Linked DNA regions of Gossypium arboreum: region 2 is linked to region 1. A link is a contact called in public Hi-C data. All regions are on one chromosome and are shown on one strand. The core of a region is the stretch at or near the end of the contact, and the rest is flanking DNA. Distances in the headings are between cores, read along the strand shown. Region 1 has its middle 8.5 kb from the start of LOC108464971. Region 2 has its middle 4.0 kb from the start of LOC128294151.

What was found. A called contact is a pair of places that touch in the nucleus more often than the background predicts.
Region 2: a Hi-C map of leaf shows a contact between it and region 1, with 2.0 times the contacts expected there. The contact joins two enhancer-like sites. A contact is called at or near these places in 2 of 5 Hi-C or Micro-C datasets (both in leaf).

The regions. Positions count from the first base shown.
Region 1 is chr6:113,851,458-113,857,892 of ASM2569848v2, forward strand. No RefSeq gene overlaps it. Among protein-coding and RNA genes, the nearest start is that of LOC108464971, 8.5 kb to the left of the region's middle. Within about 2 kb of position 3,389, at least 1 of the 2 cell types and tissues checked has an H3K27ac peak or open chromatin away from gene starts, as enhancers often do. A contact at or near this core is called in leaf, where this site is marked.
Region 2 is chr6:114,147,015-114,153,449 of ASM2569848v2, forward strand. No RefSeq gene overlaps it. Among protein-coding and RNA genes, the nearest start is that of LOC128294151, 4.0 kb to the right of the region's middle. Within about 2 kb of position 3,472, at least 1 of the 2 cell types and tissues checked has an H3K27ac peak or open chromatin away from gene starts, as enhancers often do. A contact at or near this core is called in leaf, where this site is marked.

The DNA.
Region 1 (6,435 bases), core at 2,139-4,638:
TTGATCCAATAACTGTACTTCCATTTAAAAAGTACAACTTATTTCTTTTTGTGCCTTTCATCACCGTCAATTGCCCAGCTACTACTTTTAGTAATCCATATCTCAAAGTGATTGTGAGCCCTTTAGATTCTAGGGCCCCTAATGAGATGAGATTTTTCTTCAGGCTAGGTACGTAGCAAACATCTATCAAGACTTAAATTGAGCCGTCGTGATTCTTCAATTGGACTGTACCCATTCCCATTGTCTTACAAGCACTATCATTGCCCATAAGAACAATTCCACCTTCTAGCTCTTTAAGACTATAAAACCAGTCCTTATTAGGACACATATGGTAAGTACATCCTGAATCCAAAATCCACTCATCCGTTTGACATGCCATTGCCATGCCAACCAAGCTAAAGTCTGACCTCATCATGCTCATACACATGCATTGGAAATAGCCTTGCCCTTTTGTAGCTTAGGACAATTCTTTTTCCAATGCCCTTTTTCACGGTAAAAGGCATATTCATCTTTGGCGGGTCTCCCTTTGGACTTTCCCCTTCTACCAGATTTGCTACTGTGTGAACGACCTCTTACTGTTAAGACTTCTGTGGTTGTATCTCTGTGATCTCTTTTATCTTTCTTTCGAGTCTCAGATCTATACAACGCACTGAAAACTGCATCAAATGTGATCGTGTCCTTCCCATTAAGCAATGTGGTGGTAAGATGATCATATTCATGAGGAAGGGAATTCAACAACAATAATGCCTTGTCTTCATCTTTAAATTTCTCATCCAAAATTAGCAAGTCTGCTAAAATTTTATTGAATGAGTTCACATGGTCATTCATCGACATACCGAGTGCATACGTGAATCGATAAAATTTCTTTTTCATATAAAACCTATTTTTAAGACTTTTCGTTAGAAACTTTTCTTCCAGTGTATCCCATAACTTCTTCGCTGATGTCTCCCTCATGACAGAGTACTTCTGCTCTTTGGCTAAACATAGGCGGATTGTACCACACGCCTGTCTATTGATCTTGGCCCACTCCTTGTCATCCATCTTGTCAAGTTTTTCTTCAAGGGCTATATCTAGCTCTTACTGACATAAGACATCCAGGATCTCACATTGCCACATACCAAAATTATTGGTACCGTCAAATTTCTCTACTTCAAATTTTGCATTTGTCACAATAGTCTTTGCTGATGACGATACTGCTGCCATTTTTCTCCTCAATCCCAACTACTGTATATGTGAATAGTACTGTATACGTGAATAGTGTCGTATACGTAAATAGTACCATATACGTGAATAGTATCGTATACGTGAATAGTATCGTAAACGGTCATATTCCCCAAGTACGAACCTGGCTCTGATACCAATTGTTGTGCGGAAGCGTGTGAAAGAGTAAAAATATTGTACTGAAAAATCACACTAAGTTCAATTCCCAGGAAAGAGAGGTAGATCACGAAGATCATTTAAATACCAAGTCTTTCCTAGCCAGAATGTCCCTCTATCGTAATTTAATAGCACAATAAATTACTACAATCACATTCACAAAATATGCAAAATAAATAATAAAGAACACCAGAATTTTAACGAGGTTCAGCAAATTTTGCCTACGTCTTCGGGTACTACCAAATATATTTCACTCCAAAAATTACAAGTGAAATTTACAAATAGGGAGAGAGAATAATGCCTTAAGTAGAGAATGGCAATTATGGGATGTAGAAAGTAAGAAATGGTTAGGCCTATTTATAGTTGAGTTTTAAGGATCAACTTGCAATGTCCCTATACAATTAGGGACCAAAATTGCAATTATCCAATGCTAACTTTTAACCCAACTTGCCAACCAATCTTACTTTCTACTTTCGGTGCCCACCCTTTTTGACTTTTCAAACAATGGGTGGGTTCCAATAGACCCTTTAAAGAAAAGCGTTTGAACCCCACCAAGGCTAAAATGATAAAACATTTCCTTAGTAAACCTAGGCGTTATTGTAAAAGCTCCATGAACCCCTTTGAGCTCTATCCGGAGTAAAGAGATAAAACCCCGAAACTAAAATCGAGTATAGGCATCTCAAGAATAATAACTCTAAGGAATGAGACACTTCGTAACAAATACCCACTCTCAACACTTTTAGGAAAATATAGGCCTTCATTTATTATAAAATGTTATAAATTATTTTTATATTAATATTTACATATTTTACATTTAAATAAAAGATATTGATATTATTTAATTTAAATTGGATTAACGAACCCAACTTAGGCCTTAGCTACCACCTCAGTGCCATCATTACTTGGTGTGAATAGGGGGTGGTTGATAAGTATAGTAAATTAGTGAATGATTAAGGTAACAAGGTGAGAACCGATTAATTCACTTATAAAAGTTTAGGGCTTAGTTAGAAGAATGATGAAAATTTTCTACCTTGGAGTTTGGGTTCTAATTCTTAATCATTTGTTGAAACTCAATCCTATACAACTAACCCAAAAGTTTGTGAAAAGTCAATCAACTTTAAACCAACAAGAAACAAAATTTGAGCTAAATAATCATTCCAAGGTTTGGGAAAGTCGTATTATTTTATTGATTGCAATTATGCTCTAAACTCAGTCCATTATAACCAAAAGAGCCATTCAAAGACAAAGGTTTAATTGACTTCAAGGTTAATGGTAGTATAACTATCATCCCCATTTAAATTAGTTTTTGGATGTTTTATTTCAACTTTTCTAAGTATTAATAGTGTAACAATTAAATCAATTTATCAATTTAGTCATTAGTTTGAGTATTAAGTATTAATTTAAATATAACATGGAGTATATTTAAAATACATGAATCAAATTGTAAACAAATATATAAAAACTGCATAGATAGCTTAGGTCTAATTAAAAAAAATTATTCTCACTTTTGTTTTTGAACAATTTTGATGTAAGCTATTCATGTATTAGATATACACATGTTTGGAGTTTGATCCATACGTTTCAAATATACTTTAAATCATATTAAAATTCACATAAATGCCTAAATTGACAACTAAACTAAAGAGAAGACTTGATTGATATAATACTAATATTTTGAGGGGTCAATTAGAATGCATTAAAATTTAGGGATGAATTTAAATTTCAAGTGATGCTTGAGGATGTTTGGTGAAAATAAGCTATAAAATAAGAATCTCATATTTGCCTCAAATGCATGAAAAATATTGGATTCAGTGAGTGATCTTAAATTAATAACTGTGTGTTGTTTGAAAATTGCAACCTCCAAAATCACCCATCACTTCACACAACTTGTCTTGTGAAGAAACAAACAACAGGTTTTGTGATCTTTCTTGCCTGTTTTGTCCTTTAGACATGGACAATTATGTATATATCTCTTTTCCTGGGTATTAGGATAAGAAGGGTATAGGCCAAAAATGCTGCAACAAGTTGATGATGTAAATGCCAAACTGCACCATCAATTGCCAGCTCTCAGTTTAACATAGATACATCAACATCTATCTTGTAAATGCACATTTCTTCTTCTTTTTTTTAATCATATGTGAATTCTAAGCAATAGGCCTTTCAAGTATGTTGTTCACAAGGGAAATTCCTATCACTTCACCAAAAAAAATTGACTGGAAAATTACAATATATATATTTTTAATTTCAAAATATCACACCAAAAAATTTAACATTATTAACAATTAAACCTAAATTTTAAAATCTAAAATTTATAAGGACTAAATTCATAAAAATAAAAAATACAGTAACTAAATTCTAAATTTTAAAGAATACAGGAACTTGTGGCATTTGTTAATCAAATGGAAATGGGTAAAGTTCAGCCTGCTTTTTAATGGAATGAGTGTGATGGTGGAGTGAAAATCTGCCTACTTTAGGACCTGTTCAGTTACCTCAGTAAAATGAAAAACCTGAAAATATATATCCATTGCCAACAAAGCTTCCAATAGGCTCCGTTTAGCATTACGGTCCAACATGGTTTTTGAGATCAAAAGCTGTTTCTTCACAGAAAAAGTAATGCTAACCCAATAAAAACATTAAAATCATAGTTAACCAGAGTATTAGTTGCTTACATCATCTTTTAATCATATGATTGGAAATTTAATTTTTGTTTAGGGAAATGAAACATATTTTATGATCAATCATTTATTTATAGAAAATTTTTTTGATTTTGCCTCTTGTTTTTTAGCATTTGGAAGTTTGAATTTAGATAAAACAACTTAATTATCCTTATATTTTTAATGTTATTTATTATTTTAAATATGTACTTGTTTTACATTTCAATTTTTGATCCCACATTTCAAAGTAATGGACAAACGCTTATAAATCGGTAAACCACATTTTTTTCAAACATACTTCGTTTTCAATCAAGCTTTTCTAAACGAAGTTTATTTTCCCAACAACAATGCTCTCCTATTTATGATCTTGTTAATGAAACCCCAATTTGAAGCAACAAACTTATGGATTGATTACTAATTTTGAATAACATGTTGAGGAAGGAAAACGACCCCACGTTGACTAGTCAATAATTGGACGTACTTATAATTTTATATAGCTAAAGACGTGTTTTTCGAAAGAACAAAACCGTGAAGTTGATTGCAAACTATCCTTACTAAACACAACAGATAGAACTTCAAAATTACAGTTAATTGCCATAGAATTCAAGAATTATCATTCGTACAACACAAGAGACGGGTCCAATTCATCCAGCACTAGAAATTTTTTGCAGGTTCGAACAATAACAAGTTGGCAATTAATGACTTGACTGCAAAGAAAAGAAGATGATGGGGTTGGTATCAAATCAAGAAAGAAAGGGATTCCAATTCTGGGAATATGCTTTTTTCTCATAAAAATCAAACAGAATAAAGCTGGCCCCATAAAACCTGAAAGATGAGCCATTATCAATAGCCATTGTGGAAACTTCAAACCCCAAATCATTGTGAACAAACACTATTATTACTTCTTCATTGGCTATATTGTTGTGGACCTTGGTCCATAGTGGAGTTTATACATGGCATCTGACTATATATCTTACTTCCACCTTTTTTTTATTTCACAATAAAATCAATGATTTATGGACTTAAAAGACTGCTATGTTTGAGACCAACTTGAATAGAGGGGAAATACAATAGGTGGCAGTGACAGTGTATCAAATTATTGTATTTTAGCATATGGAACCTGATTGGCTTCTTATCCAAGCTTTTTTATTTTTCAATGCTAATCCAGTTATATATGTTTGGAAATTCAAGGACATGGAATAGAATGTCTGCCTATATGGCTAATGGAGTGAAACTATCTGTTTGAATTATATATATCTTGAGCAAAGTGAAGTTATATAATCAAAATATTTGTTTCCTAGTTTATGTATAATTGAGTCCTTCCAGTAATTCACTACATATATAGTGAGAATATTATTTTATCACAATAATATGTAAACTCTGGTCAAATTTTAACTTTGGTCTTTATAATTTAATTCTCGTATAATTAATTCAAGATTTTAACAGTACCGTTGAATATTGAGCAATATAGTGCTAATTTTTTTAAATTTAATCGAACAACTTAATGTAAAAAAGTAAAATTATATGGCAATCAAATTCTTAGAGTACTTTTATTTTTGAAAAAAAACCCATTACATTACCTTAACAAAAATAATTTGAACGTGTTAATAATTTAAACTAATTAATACATTATAAAAGCAAGAAAATTAAATATCAAATTTTCATATATTTTAGTTAAAAATATAGAAGAAAAAGAAGAGAATCAAATTCCTATTACGTGGCATCGATTTCAACCTATCTTGCATTGTCCAGTTCCTTCAGGACAACAGCATATCAATCAAGGGTTTTGCGTTACAAGTACACTTACACGATATTTGGTTAGAGGTTAGAGGGAATGAAACCTTATTCATTAAATGATAAAATATTTATTCATTTAGTTGAATATAATACTCATTTAGTAGAATAATTATTATTATTTTATTATTTATCTTTGTGTAATAGTTACTTTTTGAATTTTTGGTATCATCAAAGAATGGTTATTCCATGCAACCTTAAATAACAAAACAACATTAATTCTTAGATTAGTTCTTTAAAACTTGAACTAAAAAATATAAAAATATAAAATAAACTATTTTAAAAATATTATTAAATTATATATTATTGTTTTTATTAAATTATATTTAATAATAATACTATTAAAATATAATAATAAAATAATCATTTATCTAAAAAATTTCGCTAAGGGTACTATACTCATTTTAGTTTTCTTTTTTATGTTATTATGACATCTATTTCATTTAACCAAATAAAAGAATACTATTACACTTTTATTCCAATCTCTTCAACTAAACAATTGAACTACTAATTATAACTCTATTCCATTACGATCTATTTCATTATAGCCCTATTCAATTCTAGTTAACCAAACTGTCATTAAGGGTAAGTTATTGATTAAGGTTGATTC
Region 2 (6,435 bases), core at 2,222-4,721, 300 kb after region 1:
TTACATCTTAACATTGACAGACCAAACCAAACTGATAACAACAAACATTCATCACTCTTGTTCAGCCATTTCATCTTCATAGAATATGCATACTTGCCTTAAACTAAACATAAGCAAAAGCATTACACACACATGAAGTAAGAAGGAACTCACCAAAAAATGCAGCAAGTTCAAATAGCAAGACTCTTGCCCTTACCATAAGAACTTTTAGAAGTGTCTTGAGTTATACTATAAATAGTTAAACTAATCAGACTGTATACCAGAAAACTAAGCCAACTTTCAAGTAACATCATCACAAAACCCAGATTCAGGAAGTTTTCTTCTTTATACTCAAAATTGACGCTTAAGTGTGTAGCCCTAAAGTCACGTAAATAACAATGAAAATAGCTTAAAGTTTATCAACATTTACCAGGTGCTAAAATAACAGAAGAGTTGGCTGAGTATAGTGAACCCAAATCTCCAAGTAGTTCTCTAGTCTTATGCTTTCTGATAGAAAAGTGCAAAGAAAGTTTACGAAAAAAATGTGAATACTAGAGAAGACGTAAAAGCTTGCTCAAGAAACTAATACAAGTTTATACAGATAGACACAGAAGCTAGGTTTAGTGAATAAATCTGATTATCCCACTAACCTCCTTGATTCCTATGACTAAAAACTCTTTCTCATCATAAATGCAAGTCTTATCAGCTACGTAACTTAGTTCTATTCTAACAATTCCCATTTTTCTAACCAAATTGTTCAACCAGAATAACAAAATAATAAAATAATAAATGGTTCTATCAAACTGAGGACTTACATATTCGTCTAACAGCTGGGTGATGTATACTCTTCAGAAGAGTCCGCTAAACCATCAAGCTCGCTTATCATAGGCTTCGCCCAAGGGCATACTCATAACCTTACATGCTTAGTCACAATTAATACCTTACCCACTCAGAACTTTCTTTAAACACTATACTTCGACAAACAATAGTTGAATTACTAGGACTACACCGAGCAGGATGTTACACTCATAAACAAAATTTATCTCTATTTTGTTCCCTTTTTCTTTTGATGATTGTTGATATAGTTCCACAAGACGCTTTGGTTTATGACAGGTACATGACCAATGGTTTTTACCTCTACAACGATAGCACAAACATTCCAATTTTTTACCTGTATATCTTTATCATTCTTTTTATCATTATGATCCCACTTTTGATAGGTATTCCTGAAATGACCACCTCATCCACGTCCTTGACCGCGACCACAACCACGACTACGATTGCACTTATGTCCTCAACCATGACTACGATTGCACTTATGTCCTCAACCACGACTACTAGCGTGACCTTTATCCTTTCCATTATATGATGTCACATTCACTTTAGGGAATGGAGTAGAGCCAGTTAGACGTGACTCATGATTTTTCATTAACAATTCATTATTTTGTTCAGCCACAAGAAGACAAGATATTAACTTAAAAATATTTATTAAAACATTTTTCACAATATTTTGTCTGCAGGACGACATTATTTGCGTAAAATGTTAAGAATTATTTTTCTAACATATCCTTATCAGCTATTTTCTCTCCACATAATTTCAATTAGGAAGTGATTCTAAACTTAGTTGAGTTATATTCACACACAAATTTAAAATCTTATAATCTCAAATGCAACCAATCATCGCAAGCTTTAGAAAGTATTACGATTTTTTGGCTATTCCAAAGGACAAATAGATATTTAACAGTCAAATATTCAGTCTTTAGTCCCCCATGGAGGTGATGGAAAAGAAATATCATGGCTTTGACCTTATATTAACTTAATAGTTTCACCAAAACCTTTTGCATCTAAGTGTATTTTAGCATCTAACATTCAAGATAAATAGTTCTTTCCAATAATATCAAAAGCCACAAATTCAAGTTTTGTAAGGTTCAACACTGATGATACAACTACAATGCAAATTTAATATAAACATAAGTAGTCTCTTAACAAACTTTCAAGCATAACATAACAATACTCCAGCAATTACAACAACTTAGTCACAAAATAAATTACAACTAATTTGGCTATGTTAGAAGTTTTAACAAATTACGGGGTTAGTGGAACTTTTAACGATGCAAACATACCTTGATCCAAACTAACGAAGATTGCAAGACTCTTGGATTAATTTAAGCGTGTGTGCTGATAACATATTATAAAACAAGAATAATATATAAAAAGATATATATGATAATAGGGGGATTTCTATTGCATTCTATTATTCATCATCATCATCACAACTAGTATATTCATATATATATATATATATATATATATATATATATAAGGAGAGATTAGACTCCTCATTTTTCTAATACATAAATAGGAAAGAGGTTATAAGGAAATGAAATGTGAAGAGTTAAGGAATATGAAAGGTGAAAAGTTGATTATAATGAACATTCACTTAATAGCATTCATAACAAAAATAAAATTTTTAACTTTAAATTTAATTAATGAATTGGCACTGGTTCAAAAACATATAAATGCAAAAATATTTTTGTTTTCAATAATTTTAAAATATTATCTTTTACCTAGTTCAAATCCATATAAATCTAGGAAAATTTTAATTTATTTATCATATTTCTATAATGGAAAACATATGCAAAATGTATTTTATATTTCCATTATTGAAAACAAATTTTTTCTGTTATCAAATGTATTTTTCAAATTTTAAAAAAATAAAATGAAAACCATTTTTAAAACATGAAAATAAAAATTCCTTTTTATTTTATTTTAAAAATAATTTTATTTTCTTTTTTTTAAAAAATAAAAAACTTGTTTAGTACTTATTTTCCTATAATAGAAATTGAGAAATAAAATAAAATAATCCCGCACTTATATGAATTTGAGCCAAGGTAACAAGTTTGATAGTTAATACTATTGAATTTTTTTTAATGTTTATATGGGTTTAAAACTAGAGTCAATTCATTTAAACTTTTCAGTTTTACATAAAATAAAGATTAAAATTATCAAATAGTTCCATTTTCATTTCCCAAAATTTATTTTTAAAATTTTCAAATAAATAAATTTTTCAATGTTTTCTATTTTTCAAGAAAAAGAAAACAGCCTTTATTCCCTAAAATCAAACGGAACTAAAAATTTCACTAAAATTTTCAAAGGTGAAGCCAGCAAATTTACAGAATTCACTCCAATATATTTACTAAAATATCTCTCTTCTAATGTTACTATTTTACATATTTTTAACTTTTAATCTCTTAATTTTATAAGATTTTCTACATATATTTTACTTTTATAAATACATTTTTTATATACTTGATTACAAAATCTTAAATTTAGAAAATATTATAACAATATAAATAAAACATTAAGAAACATTTTAACCATGTAAGGGTTGGATGAACAAGGACAAGTTGGAGTCGAAAGCTGAGGTATTCAACGGATTCCAGTATTTATAAATGAAATGAAATTCGAGCTGATGGAATCCAATCGAATTGGATCATGATGAGGTCTACATGAGTTAGTTCAGAAGCAGAAGACTTGAGAGGCCTGGAAGAAACTGTTTGTATAAGGGGTTAAGCCCATTGGCTTAGGCCCAGATTAAGGGCTAGGCCCAATTTTCTAAATTCTTTAAATCTCCTCCTCTAAATCTACTATACTAACAAAAATGCTTTGCTTTAATACTAAGGTTTTGGACTTTGAATTTTATGTTATGTTTGAATTTATTTTAATTACTTTTGAGTTAATTATTCAATCTAAGTTTTTATAATAATTAATTTATTGAAATTATTATAACTTACAAATAAATTTTTAACACTCCTTGAAAATGAAATTTTAATTTAATATATAACACAATGCATGAATTCTAATTTGAAACAAATATACGGATGAAATTTTAATTTTTGTTTGAGCAAAATAATTAACAGTAATTTTGAGAACAAAAATAATGACAACCTAAACTATCAATATAGTTGGTTATGCATCAGTTTTGACTATATCATTTGGTGTACATTGTTTTAATGGAAAATAGAAACAATCAATTCTCTTTTTCACTGTAGTGAAAATTTTAGTTTGTATCAATTTTATTAGTTTATTATTCTATCTAATTATGATCACACAGATCGAAATATTGTGTATCAACTTATGTATAAATAATATTAAAATAATATAAAATATATTTATCATTTATATTAATAAATAATAAATGCTTTAATTTTAACCATTAAAGTTTACTGACTTTAACTTTTAAACAACATAAAAATAAGTAAACAACTTGTATATCAGGGAAGAAAAGAAAAGAAATGCAAAATTTCTAAAAGCTTCACTTCATATAGGATGATTTTATTGTGAATAATTTTATTGTTTAATATTTTTTTAAATTGTTAAATGATTGATTTTTGTTTGTGAAATTTAGTAATGAATATTTTATTCTCATTCATTTGAAATCTATAAATATATATTTTTAAAATGTTAATAAATCTGAAACGATACAATCACAACATGCATATACCTATTTATACCAATTCCAATTCTAATAGAAAAAAATGTTCCATATATTGCCTATCTTGATAACATCTTATTTTACATATTTGGAACAGGATTGTCAATCGTTCAGAAAGATCAAGAGTAATCTTATAATTCAATTGATATTATTGTTGTAATATACGTGTAATATACTCTAATTTAAAATTTTAGAATTTGTGGAGGTTATATGTAGTTTAGGAGTCATAAAAAAAAAAAAGTTAAGCATTGTCAACTGTCAGATCTTTTTCAAGTCTTTTCTTTATCATTGATTGGAATTATTGGGACCCACATGCTTCCTAATCAGTAGGCCTCTGTTAATTTATTATAATCCTGCTTAATTATCAAAGTTCTTTAAACACGTGAATAAAACAATATTTTAAACTTTAAAAAAAATAGAAAAAAGGTTTCTTTATGTATATAATACAAAATTAATATTTACATACCTAAATGGTATGTTAATACCATTATTTATCAAAATGGTATGTTTTTAATAGGGTGGCGGCACCAACAATTTTTTCTAGTGCAAACATGGAACCATCATTAGCATATGATTTGTATTTAAAAAAATGTATTTAAATGGTGGACGGAGTAGGATAGACGACACTTGTATTTTGTGTCCATACACAGGTGAAACTGGGTAAAAATACGGGTTACACGAGTGAGGATATTTTAAAGGCGGAACCTAGTGGAGGGTCCTTGACTGGTGGCACCCAGTGAAAAAGCCTTATTTAAGCAGTGTTTTCTTGAACGATTTTGAAGATAAGAAAAGAAGAGGAAAATTTTTTGTTGTAGTAGAAGAGAAAATATTGAAGAATTTGTAAGGTTAGTATATACCAATTTTATTTTTCTTACAATATATTTTTTTAAAAATAAAATATTGAGAAATTTAATTTTTTATAGATTTAGTATTGTAGATATATAATCAATTTTCCGTATGTATTTATCCATCGAACTTCATTTATTCAAACAGGACTTATCATTTATTGGGCATTATCAGATATGTATTCAATTTTCATATGCATGATAACTACATAATTGTCATACACGACATTCAATTTAAGCATATAAATGTACAAATTTAGTTACACGAACTTACCTCGTCACTTGCTCGTATACAGAGATCTACTAATCTGATATTTTTTCTTTTCCTCGATCTAACTCTTTATTTGATCTTTCCGGATCCAATTAGGCTTGCTTGATTTTCTTTCTCTTTCCTAGGGTTTCCATAGAATTTGGGGAAGAAGATGATATAATTTGATGATATTAGATATTTATTTTATTTATCATCTTTTATTTATTTCAATTTCAATTTATTCCTTTTCTTTTCTAATTTTCCATGGTTGAATCATAAAAAGTAATTACTAAATTTTCTTAATGGTCTAATTACCATATAAGGACTTCAAGTTTTGAATTCTATAGCTATTTAATACTTATAGCTAATAGAACTCAACTTTTGCATTTTATTCAATTTGGTCCTTTCTATAATTAAACATGAAATCGGTAAAATTTTCTTATCGAAATTTTCATACGTCTTTCCTACCATAATATAGACCATGCAATAATATTAAAATAAATTTTCTTTCTAACTCAGATTTGTGGTCCTGAAACCACTGTTTTGATTTTACTGAAAACGGGCTATTACACTATAAGAATGCAGATTGGCAGAAACTAGTTGTGAAAATGAGTAAAATTTAGTTTCAAAATATGTTTTAAATGTTTTTAATACTTCCACAAATTAATTTGAAAATGTAACTTGTCTTTTCAGAATACATATGCAGTGTACGAGTTAAAGCCACTCGATTGTTGAGAAATTCAGCAGGGGTATGTTAATGCACCACAAGTGTGAGTGGATGTGAGCAGATGGGGGAATAATAGTCGTAATGTCTGGGAAGTAATATGACATCCAGATGAACTGCACAATTAATAACATCATTATAG